Linked DNA regions of Gossypium hirsutum: region 1 is linked to region 2. The links are chromatin contacts, called in public Hi-C maps. All regions are on one chromosome and are shown on one strand. The core of a region is the stretch at or near the end of the contact, and the rest is flanking DNA. Distances in the headings are between cores, read along the strand shown. Region 1 holds the start of LOC107920060. Region 2 has its middle 15 kb from the start of LOC107920793.

What was found. A called contact is a pair of places that touch in the nucleus more often than the background predicts.
Region 1: a Hi-C map of leaf shows a contact between it and region 2, with 2.0 times the contacts expected there. The contact joins the promoter of LOC107920060 here to the enhancer-like site in region 2. A contact is called at or near these places in 2 of 34 Hi-C or Micro-C datasets (both in leaf).

Annotation. Positions count from the first base shown.
Region 1 is chrD13:38,932,299-38,937,222 of Gossypium_hirsutum_v2.1, reverse strand. LOC107920060 reads right to left here and starts at 1,322. Exons shown (of 5, transcript XM_041108712.1): 1 at 1,146-1,322; 2 at 1-710. The coding sequence starts at 710.
Region 2 is chrD13:38,756,260-38,761,921 of Gossypium_hirsutum_v2.1, reverse strand. No RefSeq gene overlaps it. Among protein-coding and RNA genes, the nearest start is that of LOC107920793, 15 kb to the right of the region's middle. Within about 2 kb of position 3,226, at least 1 of the 9 cell types and tissues checked has an H3K27ac peak or open chromatin away from gene starts, as enhancers often do. A contact at or near this core is called in leaf, where this site is marked.

The DNA.
Region 1 (4,924 bases), core at 73-2,572, 180 kb before region 2:
TGTTTAGAAGGGTACTTTTTCCGCAAAACTTGCTTGCTAACTTTTGTTTTGTTTTTCCTCTTAGTCATAGTCAATTCCTCTTCCTCATCTAAACAATCCTCTTCATCCGGAGTGAATTCTTCATCCAAACAATCCTCTTCATCCAGAGTAAATTCCTCATCCAAACAATCTTCTAAATCTGGAGTGAACTCCTCATCATCATCTTCCTTTTCTTCTTCTTCCTCCTCATAATCCTTGTCTTCATCTTCTTCAACAGACAAGCTTTCCCGCTTGACAGATTTTTTATCCGCAATCTTCCTCTCCCTTTCCGAAGATATCCGTTCTCTTTTCAACCTAACAACCTCTCTCACCTCTTCCTTTTCTTCTTCTTCCTCCTCATAATCCTTGTCTTCATCTTCTTCAACAGACACGGTTTCCTGCTTTACAGATTTTTTATCCACAATCTTCCTCTCCCTTACCGAAGATATCCGTTCTCTTTTCAACCTAACAACCTCTCCCACCTCTTCCTCTTCCTCCTCATTGTAACCCTGAAAACCCTCTTCCGATGCACATTCATCTAAGGAAGAACAATAATATTCAGCATCATCATCAGATCCTTCATTTCCCTCCGAAGCTACATAATCTTCATCTGAATCATCTGAACCCTCATGTTTCGATCTAACCCTTTTCTTAAAATTGCTTGAATGGCCAGCCTTCCCTTCCCTTACCATCTATTATTGCACCCAAAACCAAAAAGAACCAAATTAAGTATAAATCTTCTCTGGTTCACAAAGAACCATTATGAGATCAAAATGAATCCTAAGCTTCCATAGGCTTACTCAAATTGCGTACGCAAACTAAATACAAACATTTTAATCGAAAAAAAAAATCATTTCTACCTCTAATTTATCATCATCAAATCTTTATAACATACAAAACTTAAGAAACAAAGAAAACCCAAATCACAAAAACAAACATACTAAAGTTTTCATTGACAAAATTGATCAGATTTCACAAAAATCAGAACCCAGAAGAAATTAACCGTTGCTTTGCTTATGGTTCTTTTTTGCTTTTACAATTCAAATCAGGGCAGCTTTTAAAGAAAAATATCTAAATAAAGCGTTCAAATATCCGGAGAAAATAAACAAGAGAGAGAAAATTATTACCTGGAAGGAGGAAGACAGAACTGAAAAACAAAAGGAAAAAAGAATATGATTTTTGATTTTTTTGCAATGTCTGAAAATCTTTTCAGGCTGTAGCGTTTTCTTTGTTGTTTATATATATATATAAACAGTAATATTTGCTTTTACATAAAATATATTTTTATTTTAATATAAATACGAACGTTGATAAAAATAATGATCGCCTACGCAACTTCTCGACCTCATCGCGGAGGGGTTAGGACTTAATTACTAAAATACCTTTATTGTAATTAAATTTCCCACTCAGATATTTGAACTTTTTTTTTTTGTTAAAACTAATTAAACTATGATCCCACAACTTCCAACCATTTACGCCGTTTTAAATTTTATAACCAATTATTTCTTGACACGTATATTTTTACTTTTAATTAATTAAAGCATCCACCTCCTTCCCCCTCTTTCTTTCCTCATCTTCTTCCCTCTTTGTTTAACTTTATCTTACTTATGTGTTTTATGTAATAATTATATTAGGTTAGGATTTATTTAAATATGTAATGTTATATATTTAAATTTATAATGGTTATACTTTTAAAAATATTTAAAATATAAATTATATATTCAAAGTAACTTTACAAATACTTAACATGAATAAGAACCCCAACAGATTCAAGCCCCTAGCTTTTACAATTGTCCTCAAAATGCTGGGCAATTAAAAGGTGCCTTGATAAACAATGAAAAAAATAACTCAAAAAACATAACCGAAATAAAAAAAATCAAACAAACGACCTAAGGAAAGATGAAAAAAGAAAGAAAGAAAGAAAGAATGGCCTGAAGCTCCTGTTCGTCTTCCCAAAAATCATCTATACCTTCCTTACATCAGAACACAGAGGTAATCATTCCCCACTCTTGACAAAAATGGAATCAACACAGTTAAAACAAACCCCTATGTTAATCACTAAGCTTATCAGATTTTAATGAACCCACATCACCTCCGGTCACAGTCTTCAACTCCCAAATCATTCATTTTCAACACCATCCAAATCCCTATTGACAAGCTCTTCCACAACTTCTGGGGTCTCTTCCATCCAGTATACAGGTTAGGCATAACTCTGACCTTCCTTTGCCAAAGCATGTGCTAGAACATTGGCCGACCGAGATGCAAATCAGAAATTTATCATTCTGAAATTAGGGATTTTGCATCTTACTTCATTTAACACATTACTGGTGCTCAATCTATCCTTTTCTACACCTTCTAACCTTTTGTGATAAGGGGTTGCGCGCGGACCAAGATCGAGTTGTCAAGTCACGGGAAACTCCTACGAAAACTCTAAACGTTTGGATCTGAAACGAAACAGCAAAACTTAATTAGAATCAATTAGATCTGGAAACTAAAAATCCCCAAATCAATAAAGAACAGCCAAGAATCAAAACAGTTATAGATAGCCAATCTTGGAAACCAAGAACGCGGAATTAAGCCCCAAGATTAACTTCCAATCAGGCGAATCTATCAAAGAACACAAAATAGCAAATAAATTAAAACAAATTACGAAATCAATTGAAACTAATTCTAGGGATTGGACGGCACGAAAAGAGGGGTTTTTTGTGAAATCAAAAAAGTTCCTTTATGTCCAAGGAAGTGTCGAATCAGATCTTGGAGTTTTAGAAAGGCTGAAAAGCAACAAGAACAGCAAACAAATTAGCTAATAAAAATCGACACAAGCAGAAATTTAAAAGAGATTGAACAACAAGAAAATAAAGATAAAGTCTTAAGAAGCCTTGAAATCGAGAAAGATTTCACAACTCCCTTCAAACGGCTCTAATCTCCCCTCCAATGAAGAATAATGGCAAGAAGAAGGCTGAAGATGGCTCCCACAATAAAAAAGATTGTTAAAACTACTTCTAAAGAAACTCAAGAGAGAATTCTTGGAGAAAACTCTAAGAGAATTTTTACTCAGCAAAAATCTGAAATTTTAATGTATTGTAATGTAATGTGTTCTATGGGTGGCTGGCCAAGCCATATATATAGGCCTTTTAACTATTTTCCTAACCCTAATAGGAAAACTAAAAAAAAAAACCTAATTATTGATTTTCAAGAGAATTTCGTCCAAGGCCTTTAATAGGCCTCTTTGGGATGAATTTTTACATAGAAATTTATTTATAAAGTCTAAAAATTAAAAATAAGTATTTAAAGAATTAAAATTTTACAAATTGGGCCACTTTAACAATTTGGCCTGATTTTTAACTAAATCTGATTTAAATTTCTGGATTGGGCTTGGAACATCTTATTGGGCCTTGTCTTTAAGAACTTGGGCTTGTAATATGTTCTCTCCCGAAATTGGCTTGTTAATGCTCGTAACTGGGATCCAATGTGCCTTAGTTGCAAGATTCGGTTTCTTGGACCAAGATTTCCAAGATTTGAAATCTTGATTTTCTTGATTCTTGAAATTGCTCAAAACAGCAAAATTAGACCAAGATTCGGTTTCTTGATTTTCTTGAAAACAAGAAAGTGAATCTTGATTTTCTTTTTCCTTCGTATACGCATCTAAGGCCTTTGTGACTCGTATCATTCCCCCTTCCTCAAAAAGATTCGTCCTCGAATCTGAAAAATCAAATGGAGATAAGTCAACCACATTGAAAGTAGAACTTGTAGTCCAAACATAAGCATAACAAAACAAGTATAACACATGCGAATGGACAGATTCAAATTACCATGCAAACAAGCTAATTTACTCGCCAATGCCTCGTCAAATATTCGAAACAAAGATGGACATGTTTTAAGGCATTCAATCATCTCAAATTGTTTCCACAAACCATGAATAAATCGCGAGTAATAAATCAAATGGTAAACGTAATCATCACAAGTAGGTATTTGAAAAGGTTCACACGGTTCACAGAGTTACACAATCATACCATGCAGTAATCGACGGTCTATAGATTCACTCACACATGCATTATCAAAAACAAGAATCTTTTTATCAACCATCAAAACAGATAGATCATCACTAAATAAAATAGGACAGTCAAGCACGTTTCGATCTAAGTGTTTTACAAAAATTAAATCATCAACACGATCTTTGTCACTATCTGAGGAGTACAAAAGTGTTTCAAAAGTTTCAAGCATCTTACCTTTATAAGCAGAAGAAGAAGGGTCGATTTTACCTTTTCCATTTAATACAAACCTTCGCTCATCGGGGGCATAGTGTAGTCGAAGCTCTGTTGTTGAGTTAACCTTTGTCAAATGGAACTCAAAGTTCATGTACAACCATCTAAACTGTTTAAGGAACGAATATAAATTGAAAACAAATTTGGCAAATTTCGTTACCTTATTCACCAAAACAGATTTGCACAAATTCGCGGATTTTACACAAGGCAAATCAAGAGAATAACAACTCACGCTTCCTTTCGTAATGACTTTATCAACCATAATCGAAGAATAACAATTAATCGGATCAAAATGAGGGGATCTTTTAATAATTAAGTCACCAAAAGTTTTATCAATAATTTTCAAATCCGCACGAGACTCGGTTGATAAAATTTCCTTACCTCGCTTACCTTCGGGCTCATGTAGTGTGATTTCATCTTTGCCTATATTGATCGTATGAAAGCGTCTTTCATTGGAAAGGTATTGAATTTGGAAGTTATCTTTCATATGTGGCCAATGGAAGTGTTCTATCCCACGCAAAGGTGGTAAACCTTTAGGGGCCTCACAGAAAACATCCTCATAATCCTACGAAAAACATTGAAACACACTAGGCAAATTTTCATTAATGTTAGATAGAGATAAATAATTTTGCCTAAACCTC
Region 2 (5,662 bases), core at 1,977-4,476:
TGGGGGTTTTCCCATTAAGAAACCAAGATAAGTATGTGTAGCTTTTGAGGACCTACTTTCTTCTCTTTTCTGTGCCAACCAAACCCTGAAATTTAGGTTTTATGCAAGGGTTCCAGTTTTCCTTTCCTAATAACTTTATGGGACAATAATTAACAAGAAAGCTAAAAGAAATAGACCCCATAGTCTATATATGAACAAGGTATGATATTGCATCTGATTGAATAGAAAGTAATTCACTTGATGGTATGCTATTGCATCTTTATACAAGTGATCACTTCCTTTTTGCACTCCCGGTCCGTGGAAGACGACAAAGCTCGATCTTTTGTCTAGAAAGGTGGCTAAAGGTGATCAATTTCTTTTGAATTATATATGAACATGTTGGACACTTGTCCTAATCAAGGATGATTTTCTTGCGGGGTTCTCTGGCTATGTATACATATAGAAAAGTTATTTTGAAATCATTTTAAGATTTAGATACCTAAATTCAGTCAAGTCGAGTGAGAGAATTCCTGCAGCTGTAGAGACAGAAAATGAATGCCTCTAAAATCATGGCAAGACGTATGTGTTCTCTTATAATGGTGCAAGACATGTGTCAAGATGTGGTTCATGCCTGAGAGTTTGATAAAGAAGAAAAGAAAATCTATAATCTTGTTTGCTCCAGAGATCTACTAAAGTTACATTGTCTGACCCATAAATGCTTGGACTTAAAACCCTAATCAACTTATTTCTTTCTACTTAAAATTTAATATTCTATTAAACTTTTACTCTCTTTTTTCTTATAGTGCTTGAAAGGGAAAATTATTCTATTAAGGGTATTTTGTGTTATTTTCTGTATTATAATCATTTTTAAAGTATATACGTATTGTGTTCTTTTTTATATTATGTTTTTATCATATCATGTTTAAAGAAATTACTTGAGATTGAACACACTTTCATTTCTCGCAACTTAATGCCCTTGTCACTAAACTAAGAGGTTATTGGCGTATTAAATGTAATTATGTTATTTAGTAAAATTAATCTTGATTTTTTTTATTTATCTCTTAAATTTAATCTTATTAATGTTTTATCTTATTTTGTATATTTTTCAAAACAATAAATATAATAACTTTTTAACAACAACAAAAGAAGAGGAAGAGATGCTTTATTTTTAAAATAAAATCAACTTTAACAAATCAATAAGATTATCAAATACATTTAAAAATTTTCAATTTCAATGAAATGAAAATTTTCGATGGTTTATCAAACACAACCTTATTTTTCAGTTTAACAAACAGCACCTAAGCTTTTTCTCAAATAAATATATTCGATTGTTTGTTACTAATTTCTAATGTCATGTGTGTTGTACATGATTTTACATGTTTTATTTTTTAAAATTTAGGGTGTGTTTGACATTAAATATGTTTGATAACCATTTTAACTTTTTACTTAATATAAAATTCTCAACAAAAAATTTAGTGAATAAGATAAATAGGTAGATAGCTATTTATCACTTCATGGTAAAAATATTATGCTAATTTTTTAATTAAAATAAATTATTTTTCAAAATAAAATGAGGTTTTCAGATTATTATATTTAAATTTTATCCAAAAAATATAAAATATTATATTCATAAGATTAAAATTAATAAATTAATACTTTTTAAAAAATAATATATACTTTTATCAAACAACATATTATATTCAACACTTGTTTTTTATTAATTTACCAACCAATTTTATAATTTTAAAAAAAAATTTAAAATTTTTTTGAATTTTTAAATTTTTAAAATATAATTAAATGTTGATGTGTCAAACACGGTCGCATCAACAAAATGAAAAAACAATATTAACTTTTCATCCATTTTGAGGTGATTTGACAAAAAAAATATTCAAGACCTAAAAAAGATGCAACATTAAATAAAGTACTAAAATGGCTTATATAAAATTGGGAGGCCAAATAAATTAAAAAGTTAATAAATTGAAGGAAATAGTTTGTAATTAATATAAAAATAAGAATTATGTATATATAAGATACTGGATTATGAAAATATATTATTTATATAAAAAATTATATATGGGGTTATTATATAAATATTAAATTTAATAAAATTTTCTTCTTTCTTTTTCAGTTAATGAAATTTAATACTATTAAAGATAAAGCAATGCACCAACAAATGTTGGGTGTTGTAGTGAGACACATTGTACTCTCAAAGGAGAATTCATATTTGAAATTTAGAGATAACATTGTTGAGAGACGTAACCATAAATCTCAACATGGATCATCAAACGAACATGAAAAATACCAAAGAAATAAAAAAAATAAAAATTTTAATTTTTTTTATTTACTATCATATAAATTAATTAACAAAGCTTTGGGTAAGATTAGAATTCTTATTTATAGATATGATAAATCTTGTAAATAAAAAAAAATTGAAATGGAAAATTTAGTAATACTATGTAGTTAGTTTTTTTTTCTCCAAACTTGTATTTTTATATATAATAATTTTTATTATCATACAAGATTTTTTGTGATTATTATTTATTCATTAAATAAACAAATAATTAATATAAAGTAATATTATTTAAATTTTTAGCACAATTAAATATATGAACTATTTTGATAGTTAAGATATTATAATAACAAAAAATTGAAACCAAAACTTTTTTTGGGTGATTTTTCAACTACTAATCAATGAAAATACAGTTAATACATTTAAGCGTAAGATTAATAAAAGTGAATAACTTAAATTGACATTGTAATTTAATATGGTGTAAAGTAAAATTTCTTGTTTTTTATCAAAGGCAATTTATTGGAGTGAGCTCAATAATTAGTCCTCCGTATTTTGTAGGCCCATTAAGGAAGTAGATATTGGTCACGAGTTTTAAAGTTACTCCATACTCAAGGCAAGAATTGAACCATTGACTACTAATTAAAGTAGAAAAGATCTCAATCATCTTACTTAACTCTCGTGGTTAATATAATTTCCTTTTTAACATGTTTTCTAATATCAGTTTAGTGATGTTTAAAATTGAATAGTTGAAATTATTGTAATAAATATGTATTTTTATTGGTTGAAAATTTTTATCCAAAATTCAATTTTTATATATTATTTTTAAATATTATATATATAAATAAAAAAAAGGGTTTGCTTTTATTATTTGACTGATTTCTGCCTCTTTTTAAGTAAGCCAATGGAGCCCACTTGATTCAAGGCCTTAGATTGGGCCGGTAACCTTATGCGCTTAAACCAAAACATGCCAGCATGGTGCTTTGGGTCCTACAATACGGCTCTTTGTGGCCCTTTTAGATTAAAAAAGAAAAAAGAAAAAAGAAAAGAAAAAGAAGTGTTAGTAAAATTGTTTGTTAGACTGAAGCTTCAGGTTCGGATCCGAACCATATGTTTAAAACATTGTTGATCGTTGGTTGGAGGGAAAAAAAGAAAAAAAGCAACGATGCAATTCTTCTGAAAGTCCTTGTACTATGAGATTCTTTTGGATTAATCCATATGCTTCATTTCATTATGTAATTTTGTAATTTTAAAATTTCCATCTTAACTTAAATAATAACAGCTAAATAAAATTATGTGAATTTCTTTTTATTGAAAAAAAAAAAAGAGAAGAGATTATTCTCACTTCTTTCCCTCTCTTGTTCTCCTTCCTCCACCATTAGGGTGACAGTAAGGAGGCAGATAAGGGCCTGCCCCTCAAAAATTTCCTTTTAAAACCTTCTAAATTTGTATAATTATAAGTTAATATATGATGAAATCGCACGTAAGTTCAAGAGTGGTAAAATTACGAGTTATCTCAAAAATTTGTAAAATGTTTATTGATTTCAAGAAAGTTTGCCATGACAAGCAGCACGGTGGTTGTGGGGCTATATAAAATTTGAAGATAGAGAGGAGTGTATTTTATACAGAAAACAGAATTCATATAACACACATCAACATTTCATTTCTTGTTTTTCTCTTTATGCATGATAAAAGGTAAGTGAAAACATAAAAACATGTATAAATCATGAAATCAAATGTAATATTTTTATTATTTGGACATACCATCCATATTATATATAGTTTTTTTTTATTTTAGCTTAACGTATGTTTTATATAGTAAAGTCGAGAAAACGGACCTAAATCATGATGATGGTATGTGCTTTTTTAATGAAATGCTACCTAATTTTTTATCCCTTTTTCTAGGAAAAAGTTCTATCCATATGATTTTTTTTTTAAAAAAAACAGTAAAAGTAATATATTAAATAAAAATTTAGAATAGTTTTTAACTAATGTCTATAAACACTATAAATCCAACTAGATTAATATTTGATATATTTAAATATTATCATGTATTTCATTTTTTTTACTATACACTAAAAAAAGTATATGTTACTTTCAGAAATGTATGTTGCTTTTTTAAATTTTATTGATAATATATTATATAATCTTTAACTAAACTTAAATAATACTTTATAGTAATGTTTAAAAATGGGTATGATTACCAAGCAACCAATAACATTAATTTAGTGTATGGATGGGGTCCAAAGATTAACCCTAAGGAAATAGTAGAGTTGTCTAAAGATGAAGTTCAAAGTACAACGAGAGTAATAATCATATCTTAGCTTTTCAAAACTTTGTTTATATTTGTGGTTCAATGTTTTAGTTTCTCTAATCATTCTCACATCTTTATTCTTTACACACAGGCAAATGAACGACAACCTATCTTTATCCTTTCATGTAATTCCATCTCTACTATAATATATATAAGTATCATCCATGTAGAGGTGTTCATGAGCTGAATCAGATCAGACTCGAGTTGGGCCTATGTATGATATTAATATACTTACGTCTCATTTGGTTTCTAGTGAAATAACATAAGGAAAAAATTTATTTAAAATATATGTTTTAACACGAGGATAAACTAGTGTACTAACATGATGAATAAATAACCCATCATTTGGTAGGTAGATTGTTAATCATGTAATAAACATATATTGCTTTGTTTGGTTAAAGTGTTAAACATAGGGGTGAGCATTCGATCGAATCGAATCGAATCGAATCGAAAATTTTCGAGTTAATCGAGTTTTCGAATCTCATTTTATCATCCTAACTTTATTTGAAGTTTTCTCGAATCGAGTCGAGTGAGATGGAATTCGAATCGAATCGAATCGAATATATTTTTCAAGTTAAATTTTAAAAAATAATTTTAGGTCCTTGTAACCATTGTCACCCATCGTAATAAAATTTGTCCACCTTAATCAAATTTTTTATTAACTTTCATCACTTCATAATTTATTTATTAATTTTTTATATACTGGTTAGCTTATTTGCTTACTTAGTTGTTTCAATTATCTTCAGATTCTTGTCACTATATATTTTAGAATTAAAAAATATATTAAATATAAAAATATAATTTTTTAATAAAAGTTATTTTAAAAATAAAATGTGAAATTGATACCAATATAAAATTTTAACACGAATATTTTATGGCATAATTAATAATTCAATTTTAATATAAATATTCAATATGACTAAACAATTCAATAATATAAATAATATAAAATGTGAAATTTAATTTAATAATATAAATAGTAGATATAAATAAAATTATTATTATTTATGTTTAGTGATTTCTTTTGCATAATTTTAATTTTTTATTTGAGAGTTAAGGGTGATAAGTAAAAGTTTAGGGGA